2 separate regions of the Mus musculus genome follow, and region 2 is linked to region 1. A link is a contact called in public HiChIP or PLAC-seq data. All regions are on one chromosome and are shown on one strand. Each heading gives the region's core, a stretch centred on a gene start, on an enhancer-like site or on the middle of the called end of the contact. The rest is flanking DNA. Distances are from core to core; before and after follow the strand shown. Region 1 overlaps Ftsj1 (FtsJ RNA methyltransferase homolog 1 (E. coli)). Region 2 holds the start of Tbc1d25 (TBC1 domain family, member 25).

Region 1 (5,149 bases), core at 434-2,933:
CCGACCTAGAGTGAGAATCTATAACACCTCCATCATGACAAAGAAATGGTGAAGAAGTCCTCAGAACTGCAGGAAGGATTTGTTGAGACTGTGAGCACATTCCTCTTCTCCAAACCTCTCCTGGAATGTCCTAGAAGGCCCAGGAATTCCCCCAAAGCACTGGTTCTTCCTATGGTCAAACGTCAGCAACCTCCACCAAACATGATGGAGGAAAGCGTGAATGTTGTCACTATGACGGAAGTTCAGCTTTAGTCCCAGTTAACAAATATTGGCAATAAATCAAAACAGGAAAAACCCTACATATGCACGTTGCTTACTTTTTTATATGACAGTTCACAGACATCTGAAATACTGCTCATATTTCTCACCACTTTGAATGATAGTTGATTTTATAAATTAATCCTATAATTAGACATCTCATCTATTACCGCATCCCAATTGGGTGATTGGCTGGGCAGGTATTTGTAAGACATCCTCCCATATAGGCTACACCGCCCTTAAAACTCAAAATCCTCCTGTGTCAGTTCCCTGAGTGCTGAGATTACAGGCCTGTGCCACCAAACCTAGCTACTGTCTTCCAGTTTTATTCAAATGTAAGGTGATAACTGTATTTCAGCATAGTCTGCTTTCCTCATCATTCAGACGTGTTTGTGTGCATATGCAGGTGTGCCTTCAAAGACGTCCTGTGATGGGCTGAGGATGCGGATGCGGTAGGTAGGTCCTTGCCTCGTATGCATAAGGCCCTGGGTTCCAATTTCACTAGCACACACACAAAGCCTGATAGTTGGATGTAGTACTACCACCACCTATAGTCCTAGCTACTTGGGTGCCTAAAATGAAAACCCTCAAGCCTAGAACTGCAAGGCCAATGTGGACAGTATAGCTAGGCCCTTTTCAAAAACAAAACAAAGCAAAACAAAAGGTGAAGCCAAATGTAGTAGTACTATAATCCCAGATTTCCAAAGGATTTCTCAAACAATTTTTGCTCTAGTTTTGCTTTATTTTGTTGAGAAAGGGTCTCATGTAGCCAAGGCTGGCCTCAAACTCACTGTATACCCAAGAATGACATTGAAATACAGATCCAAGCTGAGCGTGGTGGCGCACGCCTTTAATCCCAGTACTCGGCAGGCAGATTTCTGAGTTTGAGGCCAGCCTGGTCTACAAAGTGAGTTCCAGGACAGCCAGGGCTACACAGAGAAACCCTGTCTCAAAAAACAAAAAAACAAAACAAAAAAAAAACAAAAAAAAAAAAACAAAGAAACAGAGATTCTCCCTCCCATCCGTACCTCCCAAGTCCACATTAAAGGCATGTTTCGCGATGCCTGATTTTACCAGACCAAAGTTTTTTAGGTTGACAGTCTTTTCTTCACGCTTAGCTAACATGTACAAGTCCTTGAATTGTATGCCCAGCACTACCAGTATAAGCGGGTGTGGGAGGGAGACTTGTTTTCTAGTCTCCCTAGAGCCCGACAGGCAGCAGCTGACATGCACGCCCTAAGCTACAGGGTGCCGTCTTCTGTGGCCTAATCCAATGTCTTTACAAACCCTCGTATTCCTGTGCGCCTGCACTTTGGTCTCTGACCACGCCTCTCTCTGTGATGCCCGGAATGTCTGCACCCCACTCTGTCTAGAGGTGTTCACACTACAATGGTTTAATCCAAGATGATGATTTTCATTCCAATCAATGTGACCACAGGAATGTCCACAGCCCAGGCTATCTGACCTCAGGAATGCATGTCTGGAGGGTCCACAGGAAGGGCATTCAATCACAGATGCTTCTACGCCCACACCCATTGCCACAGCAACTCCGCAGTGCCCGGGAAAGAGCTCCACAAGTGTCCCTGTTCTGGGCTTTGACTCTTAGGAGTTGTATCGGTGGGGCAAGTGATCCAGGCAAAGGAAGGGGAAACCTTGTGCTTGCCCTATTCCATGAGCAGCACGCAGAGATGAGGGATGGAGCTGGAACAGTCAACCTGAGGACCAGTGGTGCGACATGAGATCAGAGAGGGCCTATAGGAGGAGCAAGAAATGCCTGAATGGAACCCAATAGCACAAAAAAAAAAAAAGCTCAAGAATTGAGAATCTGGAGAGATGGCTCCACTTTAAGAGCATTTGTTGGGGCTGGTGAGATGGCTCAGTGGGTAAGAGCACCCGACTGCTCTTCTGAAGGTCAGGAGTTCAAATCCCAGCAACCACATGGTGGCTCACAACCATCCGTAAGGAGATCTGACTCCCTCTTCTGGAGTGTCTGAGGACAGCTACAGTGTACTTACATATAATAAATAAATAAATCTTAAAAAAAATAAAATAAAAAAAATAAAAATTTAAAAAAAAAAAAAAAAAAGAGCATTTGTTGTTCTTGCAGAAGACCTGGGTTCAATTTCCAACACTCTCAAGGTATCTGAAAAACACCCATAACTCCAGCTCCAGGTCTGATGCTTTCTTCTGACCTCCTTGAGCACCAGATATTACATGTAGTATATAAAACAGACAGAAAAAACACACACATATAAGTGAAATACATCTTTAAAGACTGGGTAGATTGGATTACTTAGAATTAAAGGGCTTCTGTGCTCCAGCAGAGTGAACAGACATTCTGTATACAGTGGGAGACAATTTTTGCCAGCTATATACTTCACATAGAGTTAATACCTGGGTGGTGGCAGGGCTCACTGTTAAGCCTAGCTCTTGGGAGCCTGCAGATCTCTGTGATTTGGAGACTAGCCTGGTCTACAGAGCAAGTTTCAGGACAGCCAATGCTACACAGAGAAATCCTGTCTCAATAAAATAAAACAAGCAAACTGAAAGATTATTGGCCATTTGTATTTCCTTTGTTTGGTTTCTTGAGACAGAGTCTCTGTGCAGACCTGGCTGTCCTGGAATTCAATCTATGGACCAGGCTGGTCTCGAACTCACAGAGCTCCACCTGCATGTCTCCCAAGTGCTGGGATTAAAGGTGTGCACCCTCCATATTCGGGCTGCTCTGTATTCATAATAGCAAGAAAATGGTAGTATATTTATACAATAGATTTTTATTCAGCTGTAAAGAGAGATAATTTTTTAAGATTTATTTATTTTTATGTATATGAGTACACTGTAGCTGTACAGATGATTGTGAACCATCTTGTGGTTGCTGGGAATTGAACTGAGGACCTCTGCTCGCTCCAGCCCAAAGATTTATTATATGTAAGTACACTGTAGCTGTCTTCAGACACACCAGAAGAGGGCATCAGATCTCAGTACGGGTGGTTGTGAGCCAGCATGTGGTTGCTGGGATTTGAACTCAGAACCTTCCAAAGAGCAGTCAGTGCTCTTAATCGCTGAGCCATCTCGCCAGCCCCCAGAGATGAAATTTGCAAGAGATATGGTGGCACTGGAAAACACTAAGGCAAGTAAGACAAATATGCCGCCTCCTTTGCACTCCTGTGTGGATCCTAGCTTGCATTAGGTGTGTGTCTCTAAGCCAGAGTAAATGTGGGCAAAGGCTGTGGAAGTGGAAAGGTGTCCATGAGAAGGGGAAAGCTTTGAAAGGCAGAGAGTGGGGAAAGTAACACAGAAGATGGGGAGAGAGGACAGGGAGTGCTTGTGGTGAAAGGGCACAGCGAGGAGGAGGCAGCAATATGCAGACAAGGATGGAAATTAGCCAAAACTAAATGTGAGTGAAAATACCACATTTTAGAAGGAGGTGGGATAGCTGCAGCCCCTTGTAGGCCATAGAAAGGACTGACACTTAGCCACTGGGGCAGGGCTTTGTGCACACAGTGCAGGCATGAATCATTTGGTTGTAACAGACTCCTCTGGCTGTGTGGTGCTGATTACCCAACTTGTTTTTTATTGTGAAAACTCAGAACTGGTCTGGTTGTGGTAGCACACACCTGTAGTTCTAGCCAGTCCGGAAGCAAAAACAGATGCCATCAGCATGTGTTACACAGTGAGATGCTATCTGGAAAAAATATATATCAGCAAGAAAACATACACACGAACACAAAAAACAAACACCAAGAGGTCTGGGGATGTTGCCCAGTTTGTAGGGTGTTGTCTAAAATGCATAAAACTTAAGATTCAGTCTCTAGCACGGCATAAACTTAGCATGGTGGCACATACCTCTGTAACCCCCACACTTGGGGGTGGATGCAAGATCAGAAGTCTGTGGCCAGCCTGGACTACATGTGATACTGTCTTTAATATATAGAACATTCGAGATTCTTGAAACTATAACATTTTTATTTACACAGAATAAAGACTTCTTGGATGCTGCAGAAGTGGTTTAGTAATTAAAAACACATGCTGCTGCTGCTGCTGCTGCTCTGGAAGGCCTGAGTTCAATTCCCAGCACTTACATTGAGCTTCTCGAAACTGTCTGGAAGTCCAGCTCCAGGAGATCCAAACCTCTCCACCTTTTTGAAGGATTTTTTTTTTTTGTCAGAGATTTTTTTTTTAAGATTTATTTATTTATTATATGTAAGTACACTGTAGCTGTCTTCAGACACTCCAGAAGAGGGAGTCAGATCTCGTTATGGATGGTTGTGAGCCACCATGTGGTTGCTGGGATTTGAACTCCGGACCTTTGGAAGAGCAGTCGGGTGCTCTTACCCACTGAGCCATCTCACCAGCCCCCTGAAGGATTTTTTTTTAAATGTGTTTTTATGATCCTGTGTGCATGAGGGTATGCACGTCACATAAATGCAAGAAGAGGGCACCTGATCTCCTGGAACTAGAGTTACAGGTGGTCTTGAGCTGCCTTATAGGGGTACTGGGACCCAAACCTAGGTCCTCTGCAAGAGCAGTAAGTACTTGTAACTGCTGACACATCTGCCTTAACCTCCACCACACATACACACACTCTTCCAGCTTCCAAAGACACTGCTCATACCTGACATAGAATCACACACATAAATACAAAGAAAATGACTCTTGCTGGGTGTGGCAGAGATAAGTGGATCCCTGTAACATAAAGGTTACAAGACCTGGCTACATAATAATCTCTAAGCTTTTTTTCTCCCTCTCCATTGTTTTTTTTTTTTTGTTTTGTTTTTGTTTTTCGAGACAGGGTTTCTCTGTATAGCCCTGGCTGTCCTGGAACTCACTTTGTAGACCAGGCTGGCCTCGAACTCAAAGATCCACCTGCCTCTGCCTCCCGAGTGCTGGG
Region 2 (5,636 bases), core at 1,815-4,314, 63 kb after region 1:
TGTGCTACTTTACCCTCTGACCTTGAACTTCTCTCTCCACAGCCTTTAATACTGACATACTTCTCAATGGAGAGTGACCTGTACAACAGTACTATTAATAATGTCTACCTCATTGACTTTTGAATGCAGATAAAGTGAGTTGATAGATGAAGTCTGTCTAGCATGAATACTTTGTATTTGCTCAGTAGAAGAATAAACAGACAAATGAAAGGGAATGTTCTCCGCAGAATAAGAGCAAGGCTCTCGCCGGGCAGTGGTGGTGCACGCCTTTGATCCCAGCACGTGGGAGGCAGAGGCAGGCGGATCTCTGAGTTCCAGGCCAGCCTGGTCTACAGAGTGAGTTCCAGGACAGCCAAGGCTACACAGGGAAACCCTGTCTTGGAAAACAAACAAACAAACAAAAAAGAGCAAGTCTCTCCTTTTTTATTTCCTTGCTTCCAGTATCTTTGTGTCTATGCCCAAGACAAAGACATCTTACTCTGTCCAAAGGGTGCACAAATGCCGTCAATGCTAATGGGTTGGTTATTGCACTCAATATAACTGATATGAGAAGCAGACCGTCCAACTCTTTCCCAGCAGAAAACATCAAGTAGTACATGTGGAACAGGAAAGACATACTAATAACCCTAGCTGGCTTTCAAAGAAAAATCCCTGTTATTTATAGCTTCCAAAGAATGAGATATATATATATTTTTTAAAGATTTATTTATTTATTATATGTAAGTACACTGTAGCTGTCTTCAGACACTCCAGAAGAGGGCGTCAGATCTTGTTACAGATGGTTGTGAGCCACCATGTGGTTGCTGGGATTTGAACTCCGAACCTTCGGAAGAGCAGTCGGGTGCCACTGAGCCATCTCACCAGCCCCCCGAGATATATTTTTTAATGTATAATACCCAGGCCAAAAAAATTTTAAAAATATATGCCAGACTGAGAAAAGCCACTGGAGATAGAAATCAGAGTCACTGATAGAGTCATTGCTGGCCTGCCCAAAGCCCTGGCTCTGATCTCCAACACTAGCAACCCATGAAACCAGGCATGGTGGCACAGCCTGTAATCCTGCCACTCAGGAGCAAGAAGCTCAGGGTTTTCTCCAGCTAAATAGCAAGTTCAAGGCCAGTATGGGCTACTTGAGACCATCTCAGATAGATAGATAGATAGATAGATAGATAGATAGATAGATAGATAGATAGATAGATAGACAGACAGGGGTTATGAGATGGCTCCATGGGTATAAGGTGTTTGTTGCCTTGCCTAGTGACCTGAGTTGGATGCACAGTACTGACCTGGAGGAAGGAGAAAACTGACTTCTGAAAGTTGTCCTTTGACTGTCTGTCACATGCATGCTGTGGCACATGCACACATACAATAAAATGTAATAAAAATTTTAGGGCTGGAGAGATGGCTCAATGGTTAAGAGCACCGACTGCTCTTCCAGAAATTCTGAGTTCAACTCCCAGCAACCACATGGTGGCTCACAACCATCTGTAATGGGATCTGATGCCGTCTTCTGGTGTGTCTGAAGGAAGCTACACTATACTCACATACATTAAATAAATAAATAAGTAAATAAATATAGAAAAAGATTTGAACTCCCCCGCTGGCTGTGGTAATGTCCATTTTTAATCTTAGCAGTCTGGAGGAAGAGAGTTCCAGGCCAGCTTAGTCTACATGGAGAGTCTCAGGTCAGCCAGAACTTCATAGTGAAAACCTATCTCATTTTTTTCTCAAAGAGCTTAAGACACTGGGCTGGGGTGGCCACACACCTTTAATCCCCACACTCAGGAGACAGAGACAGTAGGATATCTGTGAGTTTGAAGCCAACTTGGTCTTCAGAGTTCCAGGACAGCCAGTGCTACATAGAGAAACCCTGTCTTGAAAAAACAAACAAATAAGCAAATAAATAAACAAAAAGCATAAGATGTGTTCAACGATCTAACTCATATTTAACAAACACATATTTTTATTGTGACTGAAGTGCTGTGGACCTCCTGTATACTAGACATATGCTCTATCAATGAGATAAACCAGATAGAGCTTATAACAGGGCTGACCTCAACAAACTGTAATGATTAAGTAAAACAAAGACAATGTAGGGTCGGGCAGTGGTGGCACACGCCTTTAGTCCCAGCACTTGGGAGGCAGAGGCAGGTGGATTTCTGAGTTCGAGGCCAGCCTGGTCTACAGAGTGAGTTCCAGGACAGCCAGGGCTATACAGAGAAACCCTGTCTCGAAAAAACAAAACAAAACAAAACAAAACAAAGACAATGTAGGTCCAGCACTTTTGAGACAGAGTCTGAAGGTTAGCCTGAACTATATGAAAATGTCACAAAAAATAACAACAACAAAAAAACCTGGAAAAAAAGTTTAGGAAAGAAGTAGGACCTTCAGAAAGCATACAATGTTTGTTTTTTGGTAAATTACTTAAGGAAGTATAAACAAGGATTTAGACGTGTGTAAAACTTTATCCTTGAATATAAGTGTAAATTAAGAGATTGGGAGGTGGGCATGGAGAAGGTGGCACACACCTGGAAGTTCTTGGAAGTCTGAGGTTAAAAAAAAAACTGAAGTTCAAATTATCTCTGGGAAATTAGTGAGATTCTGTTTAGAAAGAAAGGAAGAAAGGAAGAAAGGAAAAAAACTAAACAAAAAAATCTTTAGAGTACTATTTTCCCCCTTCAGGATATTAATTCGAAGGGAAGTATTTGAAACCGATGACATCATCTGTCACCAAAGGCACGTGGCAATTCAAAGCCGGTTCTGGAACGTTTATGTCAGCACGCTGTGGCCTCCTTGCCTCCCTCTTGTCTCTCTCAAGCTCGTCCGTTTAACGCGGCGGTTCATGAATCCGGAAGTAAACTGCCAAAACAACGGCGCCACGGACCGGGCCAGGCAGGACCTGGACAGGCACTTACACACAGGCAGTAAAAAGTAAAATTCTCCACTCTGGGAGGCGGGGTTCCAGGCAAGAGCACTCTAGGCGCATGCTCAGATGCGACCTCCAGCCCAAGCCAGGTGGGAGGGGCAGGGTCCTACAGCACCTCTGCGCCTGCGCTCTGGTGCAAGGTGGGGCCGCGGGCGCCCGCACTGTTGGGTGTACGTTAGGGTACGGGTAACTATCGGTTATCACCTGGACAGAGACGACAGCGGCGGGATGGCAACCACCTCCGCGGCCTCGGACTCGGCGTGCTCGGCAGCGCCCCCGCCCGTCGGAGGTGCCCAGGCGGCCGCGGCGGTTGAGGAGGAGGAGCGTGAGGTGGTACGGGTCCGAGTCAAGGTGAGGCTAGCCTGCTTGGGCGCCCAGTGGACGAAAAGACCGTAACTGTCCTAGGATAGAGCATCAGACCTGAAATTTGGGGCGTGACTTGGAGACTGGGGGCGAGGCTGGAGAGCGGAATTGATAGAATGAAGGCGTGGGTTTTGGGGACTTGTCGTTGGGTGTGGAACTGTAGAGGAGACAGGGCCAATGGAGTGGATGGGTGGAGCCTACGGGTAGAGAGGTGGGTTGTAGGGTTACCGGAGGGGCCTCTGGAGTCCAGAGGAAGGAAGGAGGTGCTGTCGCTGTCAGAAGGGATAGTCCTAAAGTCAGTCAACAAATAGCTATTGAGAGTTCACTTTTGTCCATGTCCCACCCCTGAGCCCACGTGCTTGTGGGAGGGGGACAAAAACAATTAAATGAGATATTTTGAACATTGGTGAATATCAGGAGAAAGTGATAGGAAAGGTTAGGATCTCTAGGGAGTTACTTTACCCAAAGCTGTATAGGAAAATCCCCTAAAGAGGACTCAAGTCACAGAGACCTGGATAATAATAATAATAACAAAATGTTAGCATATGCATTTAGGATGGGAGAAGAGTTCTAGGTAGAGGGAACACCTAGATGAGTGTGGTATGTTCCTGTAGGTTCCCATATTGTTGGAGAAGGAAGCCTGGGGGCAAAAGTAATAGACAATCAGGAGGGAGAAGGGCACATAGGACAGCTTGTGACATATAACACACTCTGAGGAAGGAACCCGTTGTGATACCTGCAAGCAGTGACCGGTGGCTCAGACTGGAGTGCCAGAGATCACTTTTGGGGTGTTAGCGCTCTAAGGCAAAGGTTTTAGTAAGCCAGATGAAGTGGGAAGGATGTTCACTCTGAGAGAGGTCAGCACACAGAAGTCTGGAAAGCATGTACTCAAAGGAACTCTCAACAGTTTGATACCAGTAGAGCCATAAATACATCTCAGAGTGGAGGGAGGGCTAGCTCCAGCACCTAGGTTTGCTGTTGAAGAAGGATCTGAGCAACAAACAGTGTTACAGGGAGATTTGCACTATGGGGGGTGGGGGGGAGTCACTGATTTGATTGTGTCAAGCTGGACATGGTGATTCTGGCAACCATATTTAAGGGACTCTGGAAGGACTGGACACCTGGACTACTGCATTAGCCTTCGTTCCTGCCAGTCTGCTTTGGCAGAGCAAACATGGACCCTGTAAATTCAAAGGACATATCATCTTTTCTCTGCGCAGAGACTTCCTGTGACTTCCCCTCGCCCAGAACAAAAACCAAGAACATCTCACCTAAAACCTGGTCCCTCCCCTGTCTTCGACTCCTGCCTTCTGCCACTCTTTACCTTACCCACCCTTTCCACACGGTGATGTGCCCCCTCATGGCCTCCCCCTGTCCTCTTTCCACAGAAATGTGAGAGCTTCTTGTCCCCTGAGTTCCGCTCTTTTGCGGTGGATCCTCAGATCACCTCGCTGGACGTGTTGCAGCACATCCTCATCCGAGCCTTTGACTTAAATGGGTGAGTGGGAAGATGAAGCAGGGCGCTCATCTTAAAAGTCACTGCCAGGTTTCTGGGGTTTGGTTTTGTTGTTTGGCTGCTTTTTTTTCCAAATAATTCCACAGTGAATAGGTGTATCTTGCTTGGAATCTGTGAGAAAAGTCCTAAGAAAAAATTAGCAGTAGTATTTCTGGGCTACTTAAAAACTTTCAAGGAATAGCTGGGTGATGGTAGTACACACCTTTAATCCCAGCATTTAGGAGGCAGAGGTAGGTGGATCTCTGTGAGTTCAAGGCCAGCCTGGTCTACAGAACAAGTTTTAGAACAGCCAAGGCTACACAGAGAAACCCTGTCTCAAAAACAAACAAACAAACAAAATCCTTCAAGGAATGTTTTCAAAATGACTCTCCAGACAGGTTTTACCTGCACAGCACAGAAAAGGTTTTGCTGGATATGGTGGTCCACACCTTTAGTCCGGGGACTCTGGAAGCAGAGGCACACACATCTCTGACAGTTCAAGGCCAGCCTGGTCTACAGAGTGAGTTCCAAGACAGCCAGGGCTACACAGAGAGACCTCTCAAACACATACACACACAAGACAAAAGAAAACATTTGTTTCACCAAGCATGGTGATATCAGTACTATGGAGGCTGGGACAAGAGGATCAAGGCCACTCTAAGCAACATAATGAAACTGCCTCAGAAGTATAAAATCACTTTCTTTCTTCCTGTCCTCCCAGACAATGGTTTCGCAAAATTTGCCAGTCTGATAGCTGAGAATTGATATCACTTGGGGGCAGGTGGGTTGGTTATCTTGTTGTGGGGGACTGAATTTAAATAGTGTGAAATTGATCCATATTTAGGATGATCC

Evidence for each region. HiChIP or PLAC-seq counts read pairs in DNA pulled down with a chosen protein or histone mark.
Region 2: a contact with region 1 is called in an H3K27ac HiChIP or PLAC-seq map of embryonic stem cells, with 7 read pairs. The contact joins the promoter of Tbc1d25 here to the enhancer-like site in region 1. A contact is called at or near these places in 10 of 39 promoter capture datasets (the HPC-7 cell line, HPC-7-derived erythroid cells, embryonic stem cells and 4 more), 1 of 15 datasets of contacts at CTCF or cohesin (pro-B cells), 48 of 484 Hi-C or Micro-C datasets (the 4T1 cell line, the C2C12 cell line, the G1E-ER4 cell line and 30 more), 10 of 115 datasets of contacts at active chromatin or transcription factors (embryonic fibroblasts, embryonic stem cells and trophoblast stem cells) and 3 of 9 other capture datasets (adipose tissue, liver and pancreatic islet).

What each region holds. Positions count from the first base shown.
Region 1 is chrX:8,235,570-8,240,718 of GRCm38.p6, reverse strand. It overlaps Ftsj1 (FtsJ RNA methyltransferase homolog 1 (E. coli)), which reads left to right. Exons shown (of 13, transcript NM_001290430.1): 13 at 1-2,051. Among named protein-coding and RNA genes, the nearest start is that of Ftsj1, 14 kb to the left of the region's middle. Within about 2 kb of position 1,683, at least 53 of the 459 cell types and tissues checked have an H3K27ac peak or open chromatin away from gene starts, as enhancers often do. A contact at or near this core is called in the 4T1 cell line, the C2C12 cell line, the STO cell line and 5 more, where this site is marked.
Region 2 is chrX:8,173,352-8,178,987 of GRCm38.p6, reverse strand. It overlaps Tbc1d25 (TBC1 domain family, member 25), which reads left to right and starts at 3,064. Exons shown (of 6, transcript NM_172478.4): 1 at 3,064-3,277; 2 at 4,678-4,787. The coding sequence starts at 3,155.